Regions from separate parts of the Mus musculus genome. Here region 1 is linked to region 2. Evidence: chromatin contacts called from public Hi-C data. All regions are on one chromosome and are shown on one strand. The core of a region is the stretch at or near the end of the contact, and the rest is flanking DNA. Distances in the headings are between cores, read along the strand shown.

Region 1 (4,422 bases), core at 463-2,962, 370 kb before region 2:
ACACACACACACACACAGGTTCTGTGAAGTTTAGGCTGATCTAGAACCCACTACTTAGCCAAAACTGGTCTGGAACTCTCAGGCTTCTCTTGCCTTAGCCTTCTGAGTGCTGAGATGACAAGTATGTGCCACCACACCTAACCTCATCACCATTTTAAGGGTATCACCCCATACTGATGGATTTATGTCCTGCTACTTTTGAGCCCTCCGGTATTGGACTTAATGTAATAATCATTGACTCTAGAGAGGTGTGTTCAGTAGATTTGGACAGATAGCAAATCTGTGGCAACTTCAAATGTGTGACCTTAGGAAGGGCTGACATACACAGTATGAAACAGGAAAGAAAAGATGCAACGTTAAACATTGGGAAGGGTGGGGGAGGGGAGACATTTCACAGCTGACTGTGATGTCCAAGTGTGTAGCAAAGATTCTATAGTAGGATTCTGCAAGTAGACAGGAAGAGGAAGGGAGTGGGGCACACAGGAAGAGCAGAATTGACCATGAAGATCTGTAAAGATGAAACAGTCAGCACCAAGTAGCCAGCTATGCTTCTCACACTAGCAGACACTGTTGGTCTTAAATGCGTGGACTCTGAAGGACACTAATTGGAAGGCAGTGGTCAGCAGCTGTGGAGATAATGTAGAATCTCCAGATCCATCCTCGTCCATGTCCGGACTTTGCTTTGCTTTCACCCACCTTCTATTCCAGGCCACAAGAATGGTACACTTAAGACAAACAGCAGGAATAGTAGAGAAGCCAGCACTGTTCAGGGAAGTTCTCCACAGTGCACCCCCGCTGTGTTCTGGAGGGTTCCTTTCCTGCATGTTGCTCTCTTTCCCCACAGATATTTAGGCTCACAGGTACTACGATCAGGTAATATGCTTCCCAAACCCAGGCAACTTCTCTTCTCTCACTGTCTCCTGATTATTTGAGAGTCCTTACTTTCTGAGTTTGTAGAATATCCTTAACTTTCGGAGTTTTAGAGTATATCTTTACTTTCTAGCTGTCATATTCTTGCCTGGAAGATGGATGTGTTTTCAGGTCTGAATTTGGAGGAATTCTGTGATGAGGGATGGTGGGGAGGGATATGGAGTGGGGGTAGGCACATGTGCCATTGAACATCAAATGGTTTTCTCAGCTCGTTGAGCACTTCCCACTGGGGGTATGACACACATCAACATCTGGAAAGTATCCAGTGGTATGTACACTATCTTCAGAAGTTCATCAGACTTTGGAGTTCTAGTGGCTGCTTCCTGAGCCAGTTTTCACAGCTCAGTGGACATAAGTGACTCAATAAGACACTGTTTCCAACATTGATATAAAATTCAAAGAGTCTAGATTCTCTCACCATATCTTATTTTTGAACAAAGAGCTATCAGGCAGAAACAAAGAAATCACCAGCTTTTCCTTGTAGGTGTGAGATAGGGAGCAGCGTTGGTCCTACTGCTGGGGACCCTGGAAGGCAGGGGTCCCCTGACTCCTTCCTTGCTCTTTCTGTTCAGGTATCTACAAGAATAAACACTTTACGGCCAAAGGCATTGTCTTCACAATAACAGGAAACACATTCCCCAGATACAGAGAGGCAAGGAAAGGCCCACATTTTACTGAGGATCACTGGAGGACGAAGCAGCATTTCTCAGCATTGTATAGTAAATCACACAGCTCGTAGCCTTTGAGCCATGAAATGCTTGCCGCTGCTTGCCATGACTGCGCACAACCGGCCATTGGTAATGTAATGTGGAAAACCTCATTTCCAAAATGAAAATCTGCCTTGCTCAATAAAATACGGCCCCGTGAGTGAGCATTGGCAAGGGAGCATTTATCAGCTTTTAATGCTCCCCTGGCAGGCCAGCACAACAGCCTGAGAAAATAAAGGACAAAGAACTGAGGTCTGATTAAAAACCGGAAAGTCTGCTTGTGAGGGGAAGACATGGCAGGTTTTCTTCAGAACATCTCTGATGACTCAAGGCTGTTTAATTCATCAGTTGATACTAAAGCTAAAGAAAATATTTTTAAGTAATTGTCTCATTTCCTTAGATAAAACACATGTTTTCTGACCTAGCCAGGCATGTAGACCTCAGCTATTCTAGGCTGAGTGGGCTGATTCACAGCATCTGACCATTGTCTGCTTGAAACTCAGGATCTCTGGCTTTTTATAGATGCTAATCAGAACACAACCACCTAAGGTTAATAACATAATCCTCTGATGGTTAATAACATAATTCTTTATCTATATTATTTTGTCACGATTATTGTCTTATTTAGAAAAATGCTGATAACTAAAATTGTTCTTTTTAATAGAAAATCTGCAATGCAGCCTCTGTGTTTAGGGTATTTAATTTAAGGGTAAAACTTAAATGTGTTACCTCCTTCAAACCACCTATCAAACAAGGAAAATTTTATGGATAAATAAACTGAGAAACAAACTGTCATATTCCCTGGTCCAGAGTCACCCTGTGTGGCTCAAGGCACCCCATGCTGGTCTTCAAGTTCGGTGGCAGCAAAAATATAATCCAACAGCTTTTTTTTTTTTTGGAAATTAAATATTTTGTGCAGTTATGGGAAATATGAGGCCATCTGTGACTACCTTGTTGATTACTTTAAACTGCACACAAGGCTACTGGAAGAGTTTACTTTGAATATTATTATATGGTGGAAGAATAAGCTGATAGTTATGGATTTTTTTTTAAAGTTCAAGACAAAGATCCAACATTCTCTGGTAATCTTAGACACGTGAATGAATCCTTCTGACCATAGTTAAGAGAAAACCAAGTTCCGGTTGCAGCTGGATCTGATTCCTTGACACTCTTCTAGTGTTAACCCACAAACCAGTAGAACCAACTTAAAAACAAAAATTTAATTGTGAGTTAGTCCTTGACTAGTAAGCAGTTCCACTTGGTTCTTTGTCAGGGTTCATGAGAAAGAGGCAAAAGGAATAGCAAAATCTTACCCAGTTGCCTACCAGAAATTAATATTGCTCCTCTGTCTTTTATCTTTTGGCAGACTTTACTTAGAGAACAAGGGTGTCTTCAGACTCCAACACACACACACACACACACACACACACACACACACACACACGCACGCGCGCATACACATGCACACACACAGACACCATACAATCAAACATATGAATTCACACACACAGACATAGATATCACACATACCCCACACATAGGTATGTAGACACACGCATAGACACACACACCACATAATGAAGCATGCACCATACACACAGACACATAGTCAGACATACCACACATAGGTACACACAAATACCACACTACACATATCTGATACATCAGAGAAAGAGAGAGAGAGAGAGAGAGATCACACATGCATACATGCACACATACACACCAGAGATCTATACACAATTCATATCTTTCTCCAAGCTATATATACTACACACATAGAGATAATCCATATATACTCATCCACACATACCACATACACATACCACATTACACATTAAGAAACACACCAGACACATACCACACATAGCCACACCACACCATACCACACACATACCCTACACACACACACACACACGAGAGAGAGAGAGAGAGAGAGAGAGAGAGAGAGAGAGAGAGAGAGAAATACTACATACATACATACATACATACACACATACATACATACATATATACATACATATACCACAGAGACAAGCATATACTACATAAATACATCACTAACACATCACATGGACCCCACACTCCTTTGTGGACCTTTGTAAAACGCAGGAATCTAGACATGAAGCAGATGATAGTTACAGAGACAAGGAATCCTCACTGTGGTTTAACTCCAAGCTTAGCATCACTGTATGGCTGAATTGTTTTCTCTGCCTCTGGGACACCAGGCATTCCCATGAAGGAGAGATGCTCTCCCGAGATTCCACTTTTGAGCCAGCAACACTCCTCTATCTTGCATGAAGCTTTATGTCTACACTAGAAACAAAGCACTTTGAGAAAACATTACACTGATTGTGTGCAGCTTTGCTGTTCAGATGCCACATTGGGTCCTCAAACCTTAAGGACAGGTAAGTGAGTGTGAACAGAAGCTTGAACCTGTGCAGGGCATCCTACCCTGGAGGAAAGGCAGTGACTGGCAATTATTCATTTACAATGCAAGTAAGTGTTTGGTGTGTCTATACATTCATTGTGAGGGTTAAGAGAAAAGTTACAAGATTTCTGTCCTGCAGTAAGAGAGGGAAAAAAGGCAAGTAAACAAACAAAAACATTTTCAGTACAGAGTGTACAGGCTGCACTGAACTGCTCAGCAGATTCTGGGCTTAGGAAAATCAGGGGGTTATGGTAGGCATGTCGTGGCCAAAGGCAGAGACCTAGGAAGTGGTTGTGTAACTTTGACAAGAAAGAATGACCTGGCTAAGATTCCAATTCAAGCTTTTGTTTCTTCCTC
Region 2 (4,399 bases), core at 1,414-3,913:
TGCTTCTGTCAGAGTGCTCCTCAATAGAACAGAGAGCCCAAGCATAGTTTGGGGTCTTGTGTTTAGCTGTCAAACATTTGACCTAGGATGCTGCATGCTGGATCTTTTAAGATGTGTTCCAGCTACAAGTTGACAGGCAAAGCTTATCCCAGAAGAAGGCCATCTTGTTCCCAGGTTCAATAGGATCTCTGGGGCCTGGGCCTTCACTGTCTTCCCAGGCTCCTCTTATCTTAGGGCAATGCACGTTTAAGTTTTTCCTTACTGGTGTGTATTGTGTGTTGAGCATATCCCCTGCCCTTCCTTCTCTCACCTGCCCTCCTCCCATCAGCTTGCTTTGTTCCCCTAGACAATTTCACATCTACTCATTTAATCTGTGTGTATATAGTTTATGTAGCTATATAAATCTGGTATCCACAATTAAGAGAGAACATACAATATTTGTGTGAGACTGGCTTGATTCACTTAACATGATTATCTTCAATTGTATCTATTTGCCTGCAAATGACCAAGCTTCATTCTTCTTTATGCCTGAATAAAATTGCATTGTGCCCACACACTGCTTTTCCTTATCTATCCCTCTGATACACTTAGGTTGGTTCTATAATTTAGATGTCATGAATAGAGCAAGTGTCTCTACAGTATATAAACTTGGTGTCCTTCATAAGTATCCAAGCGTGGTATATAGCTGGGTCATTTCAATCACCTATTTCCTTTTTGTTCTTTCTTTCTTTCTTTCTTTCTTTCTTTCTTTCTTTCTTTCTTTCTTTCTTTCTTTCTTTCTTTCTCTTTCTCTCTCTCTCTCTCTCTCTCTCTCTCTCTCTCTCTCTTTCTTCCTTTTTCTTTCTTTCTTTTTTGATAAACTTTCATAGCAGTTTCTACAGAGGCTGGAGTAATTATATTCTCAATAGCAGGTATGAGGTCCCTTAGTCTATATCTATACTAGAACATACTTTTTCCTTAGTGGCTGATATGTCTTTTTGTTATTGTAGCAGTTTGGTGTGTGTGTGTGTGTGTGTGTGTGTGTGTGTGTGTGTGTGTGTGTGATTGGTTGGTTGGTTTGTTTTGGTTTTGGAGACAGAGTCTGGCTTTGGAGCCCATGTTGGCTTTGAAGTTATGATCTCCCTCGACTCAGCCTTCCTAGTGCTGAGACAACAGGTCTGTACCACTACTTAAGGCCAAATACACCCTCTTACCCACTGTGTCTCCTCATTTCAGTGTGTCCCATGGTCCTGAACTAAAGCAGCAGTGAGGACTCAGCAGAAACAACAGAGGGGGACCTCAGGGTTTCTGCACTCAGCAGGAGCAAAGAAGGGAGGAAACTGTCAGGGTGTCTCCACTCAAGAGGAATATAGCAGAAACCGTGGGGTCTGTCCACTCAGAAGAAGTGACAGAGGGGAAACCCTGGGGTCCTGACACTGAGGGAAGCAATCTGCAAGCCTCCTTTCTGACTCTCCACCCACCCCACCTCCTAGTTGCTGAGACATCCATCTTCTCAGCACCAGGAAGGCCAAGATGCCTCCATCTCCCTCCTGCTCCTTGCCTGCTGGATGTGCAGTAACAGACCCAGTTCCTTGGTTGGCCCCTTGCAATGTTTTAATCACTCTCTTCCCCGCCAAGCTTTACTTTAAATGAGTCCTTGCTTCCCAGTCCTTCTCACAGGAGGTTTTCAGATAACAAAAAGGGAAAAGGCCTATGGAAATATTCTGCTTCCTGTTGGGTCCCACAGAGCTCTCCACGGAAGAAGACAGCAAACGCAAACAAGTTAGAATGAACGCCAAGCGAGGAAGGACATGCTCTGTCTTTGTGTTGGAGCATAGATCCATTTCAGTTGAATAAAAGAGGCCGCTGTGACCCCAACATCACATCTTTGTGTTCAGGCAGCTGGCTCCCACCAAAGAATATGTTTGAGATTACCCTTCCTGATACGACACTGATGCTTTCAATAACCACATCTTCTGATCACATCCAGAGCACATTAGAAAACCATTTACTTTATTCAAAAAAAAAAGTGTACCATCTTCAGACCCGAGCCTTCAGTTAATATTGGCATTCATACATGAGTGAGCATTGCAGCTTAAGCTTTCTCGGTTGTCAGCACGGAGTTATGAACATATTGAACTGTGATTTTTACTTTTTAACCTGGGGGCCCTTCAACTTTCCAAAAGGGGAAAATTCGGATGATCTTGTCTGATTGCATGAGACCACATTGGTGGGAGAAGGTTAGATGGGGAAACAGCAGGGAGTGAGAATAAAGAAAATAACAAAAGCCAGGTGAGATAATTAAAACCTTCTTAATCTCCTCATACTGAGGAACGGTGTCAGCCCATTTCTTTCTCCTTTTTTTAAAACAGTGTGAGCCTGCATTTCTACTTCATTTCAAACTGCTCTTCCCATTAGCACTCGTTCTGCAGATGCGAATCAGTGGGATAAATTAAGTTTTGCTCAAGGCATTTAGTATAGTAATAATCTGCCTCTCAGAAGAGGGGGAAAAAAACATAGCAAAGAATCTCCGCCCTGCAATGCCAGGTGTGGGCTGAAACAAAGCTATGAAGGAAAGGTGCCCCTGCTGAAGCTGCCTGTTGCAACCAAGGCCTGGTGTTGCCAGGAGGCCCATTTTGGAAAGTGAAAGGGGAAGTCACTGTAAAAGGTCATCTGAGTATAAATAAGAAGTGAAAGTAGCCTCTTACAAACTTATATTTAGGAATTTGGGAAGTAGCTCAGTTATCAGAGTGCTTGTATACTATGCCAAAGCTGTGGGTTCAATTTCATCCACCTCATAAAATCAGGCATAGAGGGTACATACTGGTAATTCCAGAACACAGGAGGTAGAGGCAGGAGGACCCTCAGCCATATAGCAAGTTTGAGGACAACCTGAGGTACACGAGACCCCATCTCAGAAAATTAAAACAACAAAACACCTCTGTGTATGAACAATGGAAGAATATAGCATAGTCACTAAGAAACTTACACAGGGATGTCCGTAGAGAAGTTAGGTCAGTCTTATAACACAGCAATGTAACACAATGGAAGAATTACCATGAAGAACCTACTGAGCAAATTGCCAGCTATAGCCTGATTGTTATCTATTGGCCCTGAGCATAGAAATGGCAACGAAATGACAGAACACATCAGTGTATTCATTTCTCTCTTGGTGTGTTAGTCAGCTTTCTACCTGTAACAAAATGTCCAGAATGGCTGACTTTAAAAAGAGAGAAGTCTTGCCTCAGTGTTGGAAGTTTCACAGAAAGGTCAGATAAGAGCGCATGCGTAGTCTGTTTTATAAGACACTCTTATACTCCATATTGCAGAAAAGAGTCAGCACGGACATGTCACTACTAGCTTAGCATGTGCACACTGCTAATGGTTTATTTGTTCTGATGCTCAGATGCCCATGAAGAAATACAAGGCTGATAGCAGGAAAAAGCTAAATCAGGATAAGAGAGATGACTCCGTGGATAAAGGTGTTTGCTGCCAAGCCTGACAACTGGAGTTTAATCCCTAGATCCCGTATGGCAGAAGGAAAAAACTGACTCTTGCAACTCATCTTTTGACCTCCACATAAGTCCCAAGGCAACACAAACACACACGCTCACACACACAAAATGGGAGAAAAAGAAAGACTAAGAAAAGGAAGAGAGGTTAATTAAACTTGGCCTTTCAAGACATGTCTGTAGGTATCTACAGAACGAGGGGAAAGTGTAAAGAAGAATGATAAAAGGCACCAATGTCATAAGTCTTAGAAACATGGCTGACCCCAGAGCAGAAGGGCAAGCCTGGGATCCAGAATGATAGACAGCCTTTGTCCCGACCTTCTCCCTTATAATCTGCCTGCTGGAGTTGAAATGAAAGACAGTCATTTAAAAGGAATCCACTTTACAACTTCATTGCCCACACAGGCCCATGTGTGCAAGGTATAGTAATCTACTGTCCTCTCAAATTGCCAGTACCTGTCTCTGCCATTAGCTGTGTGTAACATGGGGTGGGAGCTCAACATTTCTGTTACAGCTTCATGACCAATTGGCCCATTGTTCTGTGAACCATGGAGAGGCAAGACATTACATCAGAAGCACATGGGAGAGTAACCTGTTTCCATCACACTGGGAACAAAGAGAAAGTGGGCAGACTGAGAGCCTTAGTAACTCTTTGAAGGGCCTAATGAAGCACCACCTCTTAAGTGTATCATCTCCCCTCAGCAGTTGATGGGTTGGGCACTGAGCCTTCTACACGTGGGCCTTTGTCAGCAATAAGGGTGTAAGTATAGCTCTCATGCTATGCTACTGTCTTAGCCTAGCACCCGAGAAACAAGGTCCCAGGTCAACCTTTGGCCAACACACACACACACACACACACACACACACACACACACACACACAAATGTGTTCCATACATATATACTGTG

The links. Hi-C and Micro-C count contacts between places; a contact is called where the count stands out from the background.
Region 1: a contact with region 2 is called in a Hi-C map of bone marrow-derived macrophages, with 12 read pairs. The contact joins two enhancer-like sites. A contact is called at or near these places in 2 of 484 Hi-C or Micro-C datasets (bone marrow-derived macrophages and brown adipocytes) and 1 of 115 datasets of contacts at active chromatin or transcription factors (microglia).

What each region holds. Positions count from the first base shown.
Region 1 is chr8:128,448,096-128,452,517 of GRCm38.p6, reverse strand. All of the region lies in intron 6 of Nrp1 (neuropilin 1), which reads right to left. Among named protein-coding and RNA genes, the nearest start is that of Gm32643, 43 kb to the left of the region's middle. Within about 2 kb of position 1,712, at least 40 of the 459 cell types and tissues checked have an H3K27ac peak or open chromatin away from gene starts, as enhancers often do. A contact at or near this core is called in bone marrow-derived macrophages, where this site is marked.
Region 2 is chr8:128,077,180-128,081,578 of GRCm38.p6, reverse strand. No RefSeq gene overlaps it. Among named protein-coding and RNA genes, the nearest start is that of Mir21c, 200 kb to the left of the region's middle. Within about 2 kb of position 2,663, at least 52 of the 459 cell types and tissues checked have an H3K27ac peak or open chromatin away from gene starts, as enhancers often do. A contact at or near this core is called in bone marrow-derived macrophages, where this site is marked.